Linked DNA regions of Pan troglodytes: region 1 is linked to region 2. Evidence: chromatin contacts called from public HiChIP or PLAC-seq data. All regions are on one chromosome and are shown on one strand. Each heading gives the region's core, a stretch centred on a gene start, on an enhancer-like site or on the middle of the called end of the contact. The rest is flanking DNA. Distances are from core to core; before and after follow the strand shown. Region 1 holds the start of LDHA (lactate dehydrogenase A). Region 2 holds the start of GTF2H1 (general transcription factor IIH subunit 1).

Region 1 (3,573 bases), core at 103-2,602, 75 kb after region 2:
TTATAAATAACAAAAGACACTCCTATCAGAAAATTCAGGAAATTTTGGCATACTCAAGGGCTTACCAAATATATTTCATAATATACCCCACAGTGGGGAAGTATTGGTACAAATTAAAGAAGAGATGGAGGAGGGCGGGCTAGGCAATGGAATCAGCAAGAATACAGGCCCAGAGGTTAAGTATGATAAGAAAAAAAATTGAGCTGGGCACGGTGGCTCACGCCTGTAATCCCAGCTCTTTGGGGGGCCGAGGCGGCCAGATCACTTGAGGCCAGGAGTTTGAGATCAGCCTGACCAACATGGTGAAACCCCGTCTCTACTAAAAATTACAAAAATTAGCCGGGCGTGGTGGCGCTTGGCTGTAATCCCAGCTTCTCAGGAGGCTGAGGCAGGAGATTCGCTTGAACCCGGGAGGCAGAGGTTGCAGTGAGCCGAGATCAGCCCACTGCACTCCAGCCTGGGCGACAGAGCGACTCCGTTTCAAAAAAAAAAAAATTAATAATTAAAAAAAAATCGCAGGGCAAGTGGGCGCGCTTGTAGTCCCAGTCACTTCGGGGAGCCGAGGTGGGAAGATCGCTTGAGCCAGAAGGTCGAGGCTGCAGGAAGCCATGATCACGCCACTGCCCTCCAGCCTGGGTGACAGAGTGAGACCCTGTCTCGAAAAATACCAAAAAACAAATAAACAAACAAAAAACCAAAACCAAAAAAACGAGCCACTGACAGTTCTTGGGTATGGCTGAGACTCGAGATGAGATGCCAGTGGGGTGGGCAGTAGGAAGTGCAGAATAAAATGTAAATTTGAACTGAGTCACCCTGCAAGGCCTGAGAGGCCAAGGCTTCACTGTGAGTGGGAGCTGGTAGGCTTAGCAGCAGAGGGAAAAGCAGCGTCGAGTTTTGGAGGTCACTCGACTTAGGTAAGAACAGACTGACTGACTGCTAGGCATTTTCTTCCTTTCGTTCAACAAATATTTGCGGAGTGCCTATTACGTGCCAGAAGCTGTTCTGGACACTGAGAAACAGGGATGAAGAAGAAACAGATCCAAGCCTTCCTGAGAGTAACGTCCCCAGGTTTCATGGATGAGGAAACTGAAGGTCGTCCTGACTCAGGCTCATGGCTCCGACCCCGGCTTCTGTGGTTGGAGGGCAGCACCTTACTTAGATTCCCAGCGCACGTGGAGCAGTCTGCCGGTCGGTTGTCTGGCTGCGCGCGCCACCCGGGCCTCTCCAGTGCCCCGCCTGGCTCGGCATCCACCCCCAGCCCGACTCACACGTGGGTTCCCGCACGTCCGCCGGCCCACCCCAGCTGACGTCAGCATAGCTGTTCCACTTAAGGCCCCTCCCTCGCCCAGCTCAGAGTGCTGCAGCCGCTGCCGCCGATTCCGGATCTCATTGCCACACGTCCCCGACGACCGCCCGACGTGCATTCCCGGTACGGTAGGGCCCTGCGCGCACGGCGCCAGAGGGATGGGCAGGTAGAGCCAACTGCCTCTGGTTCTGCTGGCCTCCGCTGCTCGCGAAGGGGTTCCTGCTCCCGGGAGGTGTAGGAGCCGCTTTCCAGAAGCACAGCCCGGAGACGTCTGGGCGGCGGCCCACACAACGCATGTGTTCGGAGCTCGCCGCGCTCTGCTTTTGCTCTAAGCGGGAACCATGGCTTCTGGCCACGCTGGGGAACCGAGGAGTTGGCCGCACCCAAGCAGGGGTCGAAAGCCCGGGTGGATGCGGAACAAGGATCTGATAGGCCTTAAGGGTGGGGGATACCTCTGGGCTCGAAATCGGCGGGCGGTGCAAAACTCGAGGTCGAGTTCTCGGAGCCCGTAGAGCCAAAAAAGCCTCAGCTTGTCCGGGGCGGGTTCTTGAAAGCCGGAAAGCGGCTGAGTACCACGTGGCTTGCATTTTTCTCTTGGGACGCTCGAGAGGTGGGCTCCGTGAGGGCAGCTGCTGCCTGCAGATTATAGGGAGCTCTTTGCGCATTTATTAAGAAGCTACTGGTGTATCTCGCGCTGTGCTAGGCATGGCGCATGCAAAGATGAAGCAGGCAGCATCCCAGCCCTTCCGCACCTCAGACGGTCAGTTGAGTAGGATCCGCCGGTACCAACTCCTCCTTTTAACAAATGGGGAGACCGAAAGCTAGGAGACAGTCAGGGATCTCTAAGTTCCCAGTGAGTAGGCGGCAGAGGTGAGGTGTAGAACTCGTTTTTGCATGTCTCTCGCCTCTAGACGCACCCTTCCCTCATCCCATGCTCTCCCACCTCCGCCCCTACATCAAAGGTAGCATTGGATCCCGGGGCCGTTCAGTGAAGCTAGCAGGTGTCCGCAGGAACTCCCTTCCCCCTGCCAGGCTAGAAACCTTACAAGGCTGTCTAGAAATAGCAGTGATTTGTAAGGAGAGACCCGGCTCCAGCTTGGTGACTCTGGGCTGACTGCCTGCCTAGAGGTCCTCTCGGATTTTTGCCCTTTGGAGTGGTGTCAAAACTAGACGTGATACTTTGGGGATGCAGCCTGTGATATTTCCTCCAGCGAATGCAGTGCAGGGTTGGATTAACAAGGTGGAAAGAATTCGAGGGTTCCACCAAGTAGCTATTAACTCTAGGGCTGCAGGCCTCAGGCCTTCTGCAGCTATTTCTACACTCCCTGTACTGAAACTATTTCTTCATACTGGGCCTCACAGGCCTTTGCAACAAGGATCACGGCAGAAGCCACACCGTGTGCCTCCCTCCCGGTTGGTTAACAGGCCCTGGTTTCTAGTATTGCGATTTAAAGTCTGGCGCTGGCTGCACGCCAGACCTGGGAGGCTGCCAGCTAGGCTTCACGTTGCTGGCGTCTGCTTCGGGGCATTCATTAGGTCTGAAGTCTGAATCCCAGCTCCCTCTCACCCACTGAGCTGCATAGCTCCAGATTGCCTCTGCTTACGGGCGGGGCTTCTCAGCCTTCTGCCTTCTGGCCGGATGCCCGCTTCCCAACGGCCGGAGGCCGCTAGGCTAATCGGCTTCGCCCTGCGCGCTGTAATGCGCATGCGCACGCGCACAAGTTCCTGGGCCCGCCCATCTTCCGGACTTGGGCGGGGCGTAAAAGCCGGGTGTTCGGAGGACCCAGCAATTAGTCTGATTTCCGCCCACCTTTCCGAGCGGGAAGGAGAGCCACAAAGCGCGCATGCGCGCGGATCACTGCGGGCTCCTGTGCCTTGGGCTTGAGCTTTGTGGCAGTTAATGGCTTTTCTGCACGTTATCTCTGGTTTTTACTTGAGAAGCCTGGCTGTGTCCTTGCTGTAGGAGCCGGAGTAGCTCAGAGTGATCTTGTCTGAGGAAAGGCCAGCCCCACTTGGGGTTAATAAACCGCGATGGGTGAACCCTCAGGAGGCTATACTTACACCCAAACGTCGATATTCCTTTTCCGCGCTAAGGTATGGGCCTTCACTCTTCACAGACCCTGTCATTAGGCCTTTCAACTCTCTTTTGGCAACCATTAGGTTTTTTCCCCTCCCTTTTAAGTCATCTCTAGTGATTTATAGTGGCAAATACCCCCAAAGGAAGTAAAATAGCTTAAAAAAATCTCTTGGTTAATAAACATTAAAGA
Region 2 (3,498 bases), core at 861-3,360:
GTTCTACTGAAAAGAAAAAAAGAATTTAACAGAAATGAGAATGGAAAATAAAAACAGCCATAAGCAATGGCAATTCTCAGAGAAGCTGCTGAATGACAGTGTTAAACCAACTTCAACTTTATACTTTATGTTTACTCTCCCTGAAATGACTGCTTCCCTTCCAGATTTTCTTATCCAAACATACCCAGCTTTCAAGATCGCACATGAGCCCTACTTCCTAGAATTCTCAAGATGGAAAAAGATTCATAGGTAATTCAGTGAACATGTCCACCTAATTCAGAAATTAGTTTTGCCCTAGATCTGAACATTTTCAGCCATGGAAAGAAAGCACTCACTCTCATGAAGCTGCCAATTCCAGTCCTCCAAAGGGCTCACTATTATAAGGTTCTTTTTAATACTATGCTGAAGCCTGATCACTTAGAGCTCTACCATTATTCCTAATTGTATGTAGCTTCTACAGCTGAAGGGAACAAGCTGTCTCTTTCCAAAACAATCCTTCTGTATTTGAAAAGCATTATCAGGTCTTCTAAAAATTTAACATTCCCAGTTTCTTCATCACTCCTGACATGACATTTTCCAACCCTCTGTTCCAGTCAACCTTCTACAGAGGCACTGTAGTTTGCCTAAAAATGAGGTGCCTAGAACTGAGCATAATACTCCTTAAGTAGTTAGATGAGCCCAGAATAGAGTAGAAACACTAACTTCCTGGATCTAGACACTAAGTTTCTATATTACAACCTAAAAACAGTATTAGTTGTGTTTAAGTGGCCATGTTACACGTTGATTCAACAGAGCAAGTGGTCAACTAAAACCCACAGAAATTGTTTACATAAATAAAATCTTCTTAGCCAGTAGCTACATACAGTAGAACTGAGCTCAAATTGAAAGCTGCTATTAATCAAATGCAACAATGGATATAAAAAGTACCTAGAAATGTACAAACAGTATAAACAGGAACAGCAGAATGCTGATAATTGTTCAAGTTGCGTTAAGTGTACATGAGGGTTCAATTTATTATCCTACTTTTGTCTGCGTTTGAAATTTTCCACAATAAAATTTTAAAAATATATACATAATATTGTACAAGCCTTCAACAGCTCTATTTCTTGAAAATCTGTTATCTCCTCCCTACTTCTTTTTCCAGCCTCATTTCCCATCTTAACCTCTCTATTCTCCAACTACATTGGCCTCGACTCTTTTTTTCTTTTTCATTCCATAAACTTGCTGTGCCTCCATGGTTTAATATATGATGTTTATGGAATCTTCCCCCATTTACCAAAACCCTACCTTTCTGCAAAGCTGAGTTTAAATGCTACTTCTGTGAAGTCACTCTACCAAAAACTAAGAACATAGACGTTGGCGACAAATGCTTAACCAAAGTAAATGAAACAACTTTTGGGAGACTGGCTTGCCCAAGGATCACAGAGTTCATAAATGGTAGAGCTGAGATTAGAATAGGCGTCTCCTGAATCCAAATCTCATCTTTCCATTATCGTAAAATAGTTCAGTGTTTGTTGCTCACACATCAAATGCAAATATGTTTCTCTTTTGCCCCAGTAGGTGCGTGGAAGAAGAGGAGAAAGAAGTAAGAAAGATAGCAAAAATTGAAGAAATGAGAAGGGGAAGTTGCAGACTGCCTCATTTTCACAATGGGATCTTTCTATCCAAGAAGAAATGATCAGAAAACAACTCTCTGCCTCAGACAAATGGCGACTGACTCATTCATACATTCATTCATTCAACATTCTGAGTGCCTACTATGTTCCAGGACCTGAACACACCGCTAGAGACACAGGGATGAACAAAACACAATCCCTGCCCACAAAAAGCTCCTTGCCTAGTGGAACTACTACCTTTTTAACAGCAGTAACTTTAATATCTTGAGATTTCTTGAGAGGAGACCCAGTAACCAATTTTCAAAGCCAGGCTCACAGACCAGCAGCCCGGAGGTCCCAGCCCAGCTCCACCACATCCAGGCCAGTACCTCGCAGCTCTCAGTAGATCGGATCTTGTCTCCCGGCTTAGCGCCGGGGAACTCACCGCGCACCAAGAGCGGAACGTGAACTTCAGTCTCCCCTCGCGTTCCTCCCCTTCCTTGCTGACGTCATCCAGGAGAGCCGCAGACTGGAAACAACGCTACTAACGGCACTTCCTCATCACGTGACGAATCACGCCCCTCCTTGCGCGTGGTCCCTCCCCCCTCAGGCCGCGGTCGCGATTACGCTCTCTACGGCCTGCGGCCGGAGGGCCGTTGCGAGCTGGAGACACGGCGCCGACTGGAACCGGAGGAGCTCTAGGCCAAATGGTTGGGCCAGCCAGGATCCCAGGACCCTTCGCCGCTCGAGACCGGAGAGAGGAAACGAAACAGGCGGGAACCCGTGGGGGAGGGAGGGAACTAGCGGAAGGTGTCATGGCGGCCGCGCTCTTGAGTCACGTGCCCAGGGCCCGCCTTGCTACTTCCGGTCACGTGCCCTCAGACTCCTCGCAGCCAGCGATGGAGGCGAGACCCCCTAGTAACAGAGGCGGTGGCTACTGCTGCGGCCACTGGGTTTCGGCCTCTTCCCAGCAGCGGCTCTAAGAAGCGCAGCGGAACTCGACCGGATCCAACCCAGTTAGTTACTTCCTGTCTAGAGTTGTAGCTTCCACCTGGTAAGTTTAGACCGAAGAATGCAGGCGGGTGGGTGGGCGGGTGAGGAGCTGACAGGCCTGGGGGCCGCTGGACGGCGTGGATTCTACCCCTGTTCCCAGCGTCGCTGTCGCCGTCCTCCCAACGCCCAAGCCTAGCGTCTTGTTTGCCCTTATCCTGAGGCGAGGAAGAGGCGACCCCTAATCTACTTGTCTAAAGGAAACCTGCTCTTAAATTGAGAGCAGGTTTACCCAAAGCCAGGATCAGATTTGGCTTATGAGAATGAAGTGGAGGCCTCTCCCAGACAGAGAAGCCCTTCCCGTCAGGAAATGTGCTGTTGAGTCTGGGATTCTGTAAGAGAAAAGCTGTCACCTTGTTGTCTGCACACCTTTTGCTTCCACCTGTCAATCTTACCTCTCTTAAAAACCTTAACACGTGCCAGTCCACACACTCCTAGTTTTTGGTCATTTGATTGTCGTGTAATGATGAAAAATAGACCATGAGTACCTGGATATATGTAATTATTTTGTAAATCCCCCAGTGTTCTCAAAGGCCAAATTAAATAAGGAGGTGACTTTTCTTATTTTTTTTTAAGAGGCAGAGTCTTGTTCTGTCGTCCTGGCTGGAATGCAGTGGCGTGATAATAGCTCACTGTAACCTCGAATTCCTGGGCTCAAGCGATTCTCCTGCCTAGACCTCCCAAAGCGCCAGAATTATGCTACAGTGCCTGGCCCCAAATGACTCCTAAACTCCAATTTTAGCATCAGTAAAATGGGGATGGGGAAAGAGGATATGAAAAATACACCCTTTGTCCATTTGAAGACCCAGTCTTAAAAAAAAAAAAAAAAAAAAAAACTGAGTGGTTTGAATGA

The links. HiChIP or PLAC-seq counts read pairs in DNA pulled down with a chosen protein or histone mark.
Region 1: a contact with region 2 is called in an H3K4me3 HiChIP or PLAC-seq map of stem cell-derived excitatory neurons, with 2.4 times the contacts expected there. The contact joins the promoter of LDHA here to the promoter of GTF2H1 in region 2. A contact is called at or near these places in 1 of 7 Hi-C or Micro-C datasets (stem cell-derived neural progenitor cells) and 1 of 1 datasets of contacts at active chromatin or transcription factors (stem cell-derived excitatory neurons).

The regions. Positions count from the first base shown.
Region 1 is chr9:22,440,195-22,443,767 of NHGRI_mPanTro3-v2.0_pri, forward strand. LDHA (lactate dehydrogenase A) reads left to right here and starts at 1,353. Exons shown (of 8, transcript NM_001034096.1): 1 at 1,353-1,429.
Region 2 is chr9:22,364,513-22,368,010 of NHGRI_mPanTro3-v2.0_pri, forward strand. GTF2H1 (general transcription factor IIH subunit 1) reads left to right here and starts at 2,111. Exons shown (of 16, transcript XM_001173120.7): 1 at 2,111-2,649. It overlaps HPS5 (HPS5 biogenesis of lysosomal organelles complex 2 subunit 2), which reads right to left and starts at 2,440. Exons shown (of 23, transcript XM_009460040.5): 1 at 2,041-2,440.